2 separate regions of the Capra hircus genome follow, and region 2 is linked to region 1. A link is a contact called in public Hi-C data. All regions are on one chromosome and are shown on one strand. The core of a region is the stretch at or near the end of the contact, and the rest is flanking DNA. Distances in the headings are between cores, read along the strand shown.

Evidence for each region. Hi-C and Micro-C count contacts between places; a contact is called where the count stands out from the background.
Region 2: a contact with region 1 is called in a Hi-C map of blood, with 3 times the contacts expected there. The contact joins the enhancer-like site here to the promoter of ID2 in region 1. A contact is called at or near these places in 2 of 5 Hi-C or Micro-C datasets (both in blood).

What each region holds. Positions count from the first base shown.
Region 1 is chr11:88,211,905-88,216,929 of ARS1.2, reverse strand. It overlaps ID2 (DNA-binding protein inhibitor ID-2), which reads left to right and starts at 2,794. Exons shown (of 3, transcript XM_005687031.3): 1 at 2,794-3,351; 2 at 3,672-3,735; 3 at 4,525-5,025. The coding sequence starts at 3,004. The coding sequence ends at 3,728.
Region 2 is chr11:88,991,487-88,996,553 of ARS1.2, reverse strand. It overlaps the pseudogene LOC102189410. Among named protein-coding and RNA genes, the nearest start is that of TRNAC-GCA, 490 kb to the right of the region's middle. Within about 2 kb of position 3,018, at least 2 of the 5 cell types and tissues checked have an H3K27ac peak or open chromatin away from gene starts, as enhancers often do.

The sequences.
Region 1 (5,025 bases), core at 1,545-4,044:
CTCCCCAGCGCGCCAGATGTGCCGGGAGGACCTTGAGACACCCCCTCCTCCGCAACCCCCCCCTGCCTTCCCGCAGGCTCCTCCCGCCCCCAGTTGCATCACGCGGGGCGGGGGGTGGGGGTAGCAATTGCAAAGGCCGTCCGGCCAGCCTGGCGCGCCCGGCCCGGAGCTGCTTCTCATTACCGCGAGGGGCCAGTCGCGCTGGGAGCCGGCGGCCGGGCCGGGGTGGAGACCGAGGGAGTGAAGCCCTGGAACCAGGTTAGGCGACCTTCCTGGGCCGCCGTGTGACTTTAAGTGGGGGTGGGGTGGGGTGGGGGCATGCATCTCCACCCCCCCCCACCGGAAACCATTCACACCTTCCCACCACCCACGGATCTAGCAGAACCAGGGCCCATCTGCAGCTTTAGAGGCCTCAAATTCAAGCCCACGGAGACACCAAAAGACAGATTTTTTTTTTTGTAACCCACCTCACCATTTTCCCGATGAAAACATAATTTTAAAGGTAATGGCGAATTGGGCTTGCTGAGACAGAACGTACTAGGAACTCAGGCCTTTAAAAAAAAATCATGAACTTAGCCTCATAGTCCCCTTAAGTTGATCTTTAAATGAATGTAGAACTGGTTGGCCTGCCAGTCGAATCGAATTCCACTCATCCAGGCTGACTGGACTCTGACATGGCCGATAGAGGAAGAAACACCAGAAAACTTTCACCATATTTAGCAGTTTTACTGCATCAGGGTACACACTTGAGCCTGGGAGAAGGCAGTGCCTTAATCAACTTTGCGAGTGTGCAAAGTAATCCCGCACAAGGCTCATTAGGAAGCAGCCCGGAGCCCGGCTGGAGGGATAATGAGGCTGGCACGGATGTTAACATACGGTGTCCTTGGAAAAAGCTAGGAATGCGTCAGTATCTCAGAGCTGCAATGTCCAAGAATCACAAGTAATAATTTGAGAATCCCAAAGATGTTTGTTTACATTGGCTATTATTGTAAAATAGTCAAAGTATAACATCATGAACCAAAATAGTGTCAAAACAAAATCTGTTCCACTGTGGCACGTATGTGACGGAAACACATGCACACAAAGAACATCAAAAGGTTCGAACTGTGAGGACTCAGGATGAAATCATTTCCAGACTTAATATCAGAGGAGAGGTGGGGGACTCCACTGCTGTGCGCAAAGAAGTCGCAGGCAGCATTTACTGGGCAGGCCCTGAGTAGATTTCTCTGCTGGTCAGGAAACCACCTCTATCCTCCCACCTGAGGTGGCTGGATTTTCGGAAGGTGATATCCACCCTAGCGCCACCAACTTTTCCTCCCTCGAGAGCAGCTGTAGTGCAGGCACATGGCTGTAGTTGGTGTCCAGGACCAGACCGGCTGGTCCACCAGCTGAGGAATTAATCATTAACTGAAGAAAAATATACTGTTTCCCCATTATTAAGCTTTACTTTTTCTCCAGTTCTGCCCTCCTTTTCCTTCTTAAAGGCCGAGGAGATGCAGATTGAGATAAAGTAAACAAGACACTTAAAAATAGAATGCTTTTTCAGACTTTCTAGTTTATTGTATTCTAGAAAAATGATTTTTAAAACACACAACTAACTTACTGTAGTCTTCCGTTAAGTTAGAATTATGTGTGAATTCACTGAAGAGGATTTGAGTAAAGAACTGCAAACTGTAGTTCTTAAAAGATTTCTAGAAAGAAAAATTTTTTAAAAGATGAGGGCAGGTGACACAACCTGAAGCTGCCTCCAGTACTGGTGCTAAGAAGATTCCCAACCTGGTACCTTATAGATTTTTTTAAAAACAGTGTGAAGATATTGACCGTGGCTAGGGCCACCTACCTGTACAAAACTTTAAAAATACAGCAGGCGCTAAAATGTGACACCAGAAATCATGATGTGTGCATAGCTAGTCACCTTGCTTTGCCACCGACACTGCAGAGCGGACCAGCAGCCTCTCAAGGGTAGTGTATGTAAATACAGCTTCAATATGCAAATACTCCTAATGATTTCCGATTAATAGCTTTATTATAATAGCCCTTCCCAGTGTTAGAGAAGGAACCCAGGAAGGGTCCCGCGCGTCTCGAGCTCCTTAGCGATCAGCACAGTTATCCAGTAAGTACTCACTTCACAGTTTACTATACTGTCTTCTGCGTTGCTCCGGGTTGCACGATCCCACACTTAAACCTGTCGTTGAAATGCGCGCGCGTGGGTGTTTTGGGGTTTGTTTTCATAAAGCTTTTCCTGATCTTAAGAGGCCGATCTCAATCTACAAACATCAGTTGTGGATGGCAAAGTTATTTGCGTTTTCCCTTTTTTCGGAAATGCTTTCCATAACGTCTTGATGACTTTCCGGGAGGAGCGGGGAACCGTGGTGGCTTTCCCCTTCTGCCCTGCAGACTCCGCGGGGGTGCTGTGATCTTAGTGATGCTGAAAGCTTGGAGGAGTAGCAGCCTCCGTCGGGGGGCACCTTTAGGGGGAGGGTCCCGCCTAGTGATCGGGATTGGGATTGGGGTGCCCACTTACGGTCCCGGGGTGTCCCCGCCCCCACCGCGTCCGCGCCCCGCTGCTCCCGTCGCTCGGCCGTCCCCCGGTCCCTGCCCACCCCCAGGTCCCCCTGGGCCCGGCGCTCACAGTACTCTATTTACCACCTCAGCTGGGCTGGCGCCCGTTCCGCCCACCCCCACGGCGATTGGCTGCGAACGCGGAAGGACGGAGCTCTCCCCTCGCGCCCGCACCTGCCAATGGGCGCGCCCGCCCGGCCTGATGGACGCGCCGCCTTCCACCAATGGGGTCGCGGGGAAGCCGGGTCGTGTGGCCCCGGCGAGCGCGTATAAAAGCCGCCGGGCCGGGCTCTCCGCTTCATTCTGAGCCGAGCGCGGTGCCGAGCGCGACGACCTTCGCAGGAGGCGGCGGCAGCGGCGGCGGCGGCGGCGGCGGCCTGAGCTTCGGGGCAGCCCGCTTCCCTCCTCCCAATCGCTTCGCTTCCCTTCCCCGCGATCAGCATGAAAGCCTTCAGTCCAGTGAGGTCCGTTAGGAAAAACAGCCTTTCGGACCACGGCCTGGGCATCTCCCGGAGCAAAACCCCAGTGGACGACCCGATGAGCCTGCTGTACAACATGAACGACTGCTACTCCAAGCTCAAGGAGCTGGTGCCCAGCATCCCGCAAAACAAGAAGGTGAGCAAGATGGAAATCCTGCAGCACGTCATCGACTACATCTTGGACTTGCAGATCGCTCTAGACTCGCACCCCACCATCGTTAGCCTGCACCACCAGCGACCCGGGCAGAGCCAGGCGTCCAGGACGCCGCTCACCACCCTCAACACCGACATCAGCATCCTGTCCTTGCAGGTAAGACCCGCTCCCCCCAGCGATGCTCGGGTAGAGCCGGTGTCAGGCGGCGGGCCCTAGTCGCTGACTTACAGACGGGCTAATAACTTTATCACTGTCCCTGTTAACAGTCATTAAAAAAAAACAAAAACAAATCTGCTGTGGAAGGAGTCGTGTGCGTGAAATTGTTATGACATGTGAATGCCTCTAAATCTGAATTCATAAACGTGGGTTTTTGGAACTTGCTGTTCAAAATTAAACTATTTTTTTTTTAAGAGGTTCTTTCTCCTTAAGGTTGTCTAACGTCTTGTGCCTTTCCCCCCCCCCCCTTTCTCTCGCAGGCTTCTGAATTCCCTTCTGAATTAATGTCAAATGACAGCAAAGCGCTCTGTGGCTGAATAAATGGTGAGTGTCTGCTTGTGTCCCCCGTTGGTGAACTGGCGCTTGGAGTGTGTGTGCGCGCGCGTGGGTACTTGCGTATCTGTAAAATTTGGGGGTTTGGTAAATGAACGTGTACTTCGTTGTGTTGCACGTAGTACATTGTTTACGCGTACTAGACATGAAGAGCCATCTAGCTCCTGTTACTCAAAATCCCAGAACGTTTTCTTTAAAAAAAAAAAAGAAAAGAAAAAATCAATGCCTGTAACTTACTCCCAAGGTGGTGAAGGAGAATACGTACTGGCTTCTTGTGCGCCTGTAACATGCCCCGGCTGTTTTCTGCTATTGCTCTGGTACTATGAGGTACTAACCTCCATATAATTAATCTTATCACCGCAAATTCCATAGGGATCCTCCTTCCCCAAAACTCCAGCCCCCTGGGATCGGCTAGTTGAGCATTGCTACCCTGTCTCAGATCCTGTGATGTGGGATTCGACTTCCCTATCTGTTAACTAAAGGGCTGTTTTCAATCAAATAATTGTTACAAGAAGCAGACTGGCGCCTGTGAGCACTGCCGTTGGAGATCCAAATAGGAGATTGCGTTGGGAAGTTTTCCCCTGAGTCTCTGCTATTTTAATGTTTAATTTGCGCTGTCCAGGCCGAGTGTGTGCGCTGCATCTGGACGCCAGGGTTTGCCCAGTGTTTGAGTGTTTGGTTAAATGTTCAAACTGCGGCTTCCTCCTGGCGCCAGTCTGCCTGTCTCTGCCCTTAGGTTAAAACCTCCTAAACAGTCCTTTCTCTCCCGATCTCTTGCAGGTGTTCATGACTTTCTTTTCCCTTTGCACAACAACAACAACAAATCCACAGGCTCTTTTAAGGCGCTGAACTTATTTTTCAACCATCTCACAAGGAGGACAACAAGTCGAATGGACCTTTAAAAAAAAAAATGGAAGGAAAACTTAAGAATGATCAACTTCCCCAGGGTGTTTTCTGACCTGGACTGTGATATTAGTTATTTATGAAAAAGACTTTTAAATGCCCTTTCTGCAGTTGGAAGGTTTTCTTTATATACTATTCCCACCATGGGGAGCGAAAACGTTAAAATCACAAGGAATTGCCCAATTTAAGCAGACTTTGCCTTTTTTCAAAGGTGGAGCGTGAATACCAGAAGGATCAGTATTCAGTTACTTAAATGAAGTCTTTTGGTCAGAAATTACCTTTTTGACACAAGCCTACTGAATGCTGTGTATATATTTATATATAAATATATATATATATTGAGTGAAACCTTGTGAACTCTTTAATTAGAGTTTTCTT
Region 2 (5,067 bases), core at 1,769-4,268, 780 kb before region 1:
GAGGCTACAAGCGTGCAGGCAAGGTCTGAGGTTGTAGCCTTTGGACCTGGTTTAAGCAAAGCCATCAGTAATTTGACAATATAAACGGCGAAACCAGACTTCTTACCTCCCCCTGAGGTGCATCTTGGGTCTCCTAATGTGAGCTAACTCAGAAGATGCATTCCTGAGCTCGCAGCCGCTAGACTCATTTGTGCAAAGAGGAAAGTGTGGCCAAGTGATTCTATTACTTTTTCTTTTCTCCATTCATTTCCCTCTCCCAAACCATTCCTTAAACCACCTTACAGACTCACTTCCTCCCTCTTCTGACTACAATTTTGGGGGGAGGAAACCAAGATCTGACAGAGTCGCTTTTGTGGTTTTTCTGTTCATTTTGTCATTTTCTCACTTGTTTAGAAAATAAATTTCCACCCACGCTGACACCTGTGCAGGGGGCCCCACCCTGAGACTCAGCAGGCGGCCAGAGCCAGCCTCTGAGCAAACATCCCTGGGATGTGTGCCTGAATGTGTGAGAGTCTGTGTCAGTGAGAGAGTGTGCAGAACAGAAGGTGGCATGTGAGTGGTGTAGACTAATCGCCTGTGTTCAGACATCTAGATCAAGATGCGTGCTCAGTTGCTGAGTCACGTCTGACTCTGCCGCCCCACGGACTGCAGCCGGCCAGGCTTCTCTGCCCAAAGAATTTTTCAGGCAAGGATACTGGAGAGGGTTGCCATTTCCTCCTCCAGGGGATCTTCTGAATCCAGGGGTCGAATCTCCTGCATTGGCAGGAGGATTCCTTACCACTAGTGCCACCTGGGGAGCCCCTAGATCAAGATAGATGCCCCCAATATATTCAACATGCATCAACAGGAACCACACCATGAACTGCGGGAGATGTGCTCACATTTATGTGTATAAATGCATATAGCTCCTTGTGGACTACCGAAGAGTTTACATAGTTTTATTTTACCTCAAGAAGAGAATAAAATAAAGCATTTATTTTGCTTCCCATGGACCCTCTTCTACTAGCCTGCTTTCCAACTAAGCTGGTAAAATGGGGCATGATGGTTTATGTTTGCATCCTGGCTTGGCAGAGTCAAAAGCTGAGATGTAGAGTTTGAATGAGTCAAATCTGCAGCCAGGCTGCATCACTTCCTAACCATGGTGCCCTTGGGCACACTCCTTAACCTCTCCATGGCTCAGTTTCCTCCTCTCTGACACAAGGGGAAAATCTGTCTCTTGGAGATGTTTGTGTACTTTGAGGTACGCTGTGCAAATGGTAGCTATTACTATGTGCTTGTGAGTGTGCCCTGTGTAACAAAACATAGTATTCGTAAAACACTTGCAAGAACCCATCATCTTGGACTTTCTAAGTCACCTGGACTGCCCCTTACAGTTCTCCGAGTCCTTTTCTAACTCTGTGACACCAAGGAGTGGGTTAACGCAGGCAGGTTGTACAGGGTAAGGGAGCACACGTGGTCGCGGCCATGAACACTGAGCAGCTCTGACTCTCGGGTTCTTACCCAAGATTCACTGCAAAATATGTATGAGCACCTTTTATAAGTCAGAAGCTAGAGAATGGTGTGCTTGTGGGTGAGAAAGGATGGCTTTTTGAAATGATGCTTCTTTAGGAGACATGCATGGTGTTTGACAACAGGAATAAAGGATCTGATGATAAACAGATTAAATCAGCTATAGACATCTGTTTCTTGGTTCTTTTGTGATTTTCTTCCTTCTTTATTTTTTGCGTATAAAGCTCCAACTTTGTTAATGATGAAACATAGTATACTGAAGGGGAATTTTCTACCTTAATTCAACAAACTTTTGTAAGTGCCTTCTATGTGCCAGCCATGGGATTAGTCTCGCATTAACCATCAGTTGGATGGATTGTCTCTCCTCAAGTAAACTACAAGGTAGGAAGGAAGTTGCTGTGTTAGCTGTGATACAATGCAAAAGTGCTGTTGAAGATGTTATGAACCTGGGACAATGTTAACACAGAAGACGGCGGGACTGGTTCTATGTGTGCAAGTCAGGGAAGGAGCACAAGCAGGAGTATACTGAGTTAAGTTTCCAGGGATGAGAAGTTGTCTCTTCAAATGATAATTTGTGTGTCTACGGACAAACAGTCTGACCATGACAGAGTGACTCAGCATGATGTGTGCATAGATGGGAGAAGGCACACGGAGATGAAGCGGTCAAATGATAACTTGTGAATCTGTGCACAAACAGTGTGACCGTGAAAGGGTGATTCAGCATGATGTGTGTATGGAAGGTGCGAGAAGACACAGAGAGATACAGCTGAGAAGGTGCCGAATAACAGACCACGGAGCATCTTGAGTACCATTTGAAAGGATGTGGGCATCATTTGTAGATAAAGGAGAGCCAGTTAAAGCCTTTAATGGAGAGGACTGTGATCACACTGCTGATAAAGCAAACAGCAAACGTATCATATGAGCGCCAGAGGTGTTTTCTTCAATTTAAATTCATTAAAAAAAAAAAAAGTCAACTCACTATCTCAGTGTCTCAGAGTTAGGTCACAGGATATAGAAAAAAAAAAAATCACTAAAACTCATTGTCTCAGGAGCCTTTCTTTCCAAATCTTGAGAGAGTGGCTAAGGGAAGAGGGGATAGGTTTCCCAGGGACTTGTTGAGTTGGCATCAAACTCATCACCGATTTTTGTGAACAGTCATAAGGAGAATCACCTGGTTTCTTCGTGAGATCCACCGCTTCCTGCTTACAGCGCAGGTATCCTGAGTGACAGCCTCCCACCTGTGTCTGTGATGCAGCCAAACCTCCCCGGCTGCAGGCACTTCCCTAGTTCCAGGTGGCCTCTCCCACAACCTGGGTGGTGTCACCTTAACTTCAACTTGGTTCCCAGATCCCAGAGACAGAAGAACCTGTGCAGCCTGTGGTTGGTGAAATCAGACCCACAACCAGACCTCCTCCGGGAGCAGGTCACCAACCTGGAATTCCAGGTGCCCGGTGTTTCCACAGCATAACACAGCAACCATTCTCAGAGTGTTAAGTTCTAAGGGGTTAATGACTGCTTGGAACAACCACAGTGACTCAGCCTGTGTCTGCGTGTCTCACCACTCTCCTAATCCAGGATGGCTGTGACCTCCACGAGCTTACTATTAAGTCTAGAATGGTATCAACGTTTACCTAGCTAACTTTCTGTTTTGTCTAGTTAACTTTTAGCCTAAATATCATGAATACACATTTTTCAATCAGTTTTGGATTCTGAAAAACATTAAGAATGTTAATGTCACCCCATTTGTTTTCTCTCTCTGTGTCACTTCCCCAATTCTGGAACTCAGACCAATTTTTAAAAAGTTTAAAATGAAAGAGGACTTTTTGTTTGTTTGCTTTGATCTATAAAGAGCTCAAATTTCAAAATTACTCTAACCTGTGTACAATTCACTTTGTACTTTTTGTTTGTTTTGATCTATAAAGGGCTCGAATTTCAAAATTACTCTAACATGTACACAATTCATTATGTACATTTCTTCATCTGTCTGTCTGTTTGGAAAAGACATGGTTTACTTATACAGAAGCATCAGAGCTGGGTCACCTCAGTCTTTCGTCCAGGTGCTAACTAAAATGGCAATAAGAGAAGATGGAAAATGATCTCCTGGTGGCAGTGAAAACAATGCATTTTCAGACAAGAACATGAATATGACTCTATGTTGATGACCACTGTGGACTTGGGGATGAGATTTCTTCACTTCAAGCTGCAGCACTGGGCTTCTCTGGTAGTCCAGTTTACAAAGAATCTGCCTGCAATGCAGGAGACTTGGGTTCGATTCCTGGGATGGGGAGATACCCTGGAGAAGGGAATGGCTATCCACTCCAGTATTCTTGCCTGGAGAATCCCATGGACAGAGGAGCCTGGTGGGCTACAGACCACGGGGTCGCAAAGAGTCAGACACGACTGAGTGTCTTCACTTTCACTTTCTTTCACAGCTGCAGCACTAGGTCCGTACGATGGAGCCAGAATGGCCTGAGCATCTTCTGTGCGTCAAATACTTTTCACAAGGCGGTAAACATCTCGTTTAATTTAGCTGCCCTAAAACTCTGCAGCGTGAGCTTTTCTCTCCCTCTTTTAAAGAAAAGCAGAGGCTCAGAGAGTAGGGAGCTTGCCCGACATTGCATTTGTGAGCTAGGATTTGAACCTATATCCATCTGGCCCCCAAAGTCATAATTTTCTACTTGCCTTTTTTCCTTGCAACCTCAGAGATAGCACTCCACATTTCAGGCAGACATTTGGTTCTGATGACTCAGAGAAGTCAATCAGACTAATGGAAATAATTACAACAACAATGACCACTAAAGCAAACATAACCAAGAAAGAACGATTCTGTTTAATACCTAAACTCCCCAAACACTCTCCCTTTCTTAGCAGAGAGGTCAAGATACATGCAATATGTTTTTGGTGCTGTGAAGCTCCCATAGAATGGGGACAACTGATATCCACATAAATGAGTCAGCTCAATTCATTTAGTCATTTGTTCATTCATCCATCCATGCCCTCACTGATTTTTATGCCTGGAGTTTTAGTAGGAAGTAAAAGGCATTGGACAAGTCTGGCCCCAGAGAGCTTGCAGAGAGGTAGAGGAGATATATATATATAGACTCTTTGTGACCCCATGTACTGTGTATAGTCTATGGAATTCTCCAGGTCAGAATACTGGAGTGGGTAGCCTTTCCCTTCTCCAGGGGATCTTCCCAACCCAGGAATTGAACCAGGGTCTCCTGCATTTTAGGCAGATTCTTTACCAACTGAGCGATATATATATATAATAAATGTGAACCAGATGTCACCTGGGGTCACCAGTGCTCTTAAGATCCAGAGATTCTGCCCAATTTCCCATCTCATATACTATGGAAATCCCTTTATTCCTCCCACGATCTCTGTAAATCCCTGGAAATGTATAGTTGTAATCACTTCTGACTTCCATTTCTCATTTGGGTGCTTATTCTTTTACATGTCCTGAACAGAAGACACACACATATCACACAGGCCTGACTGTTTGCAGAAAAACAACACTTCTCACAGGACTCCCTTGGGGCTGCCCTCACAGCTGGAGCA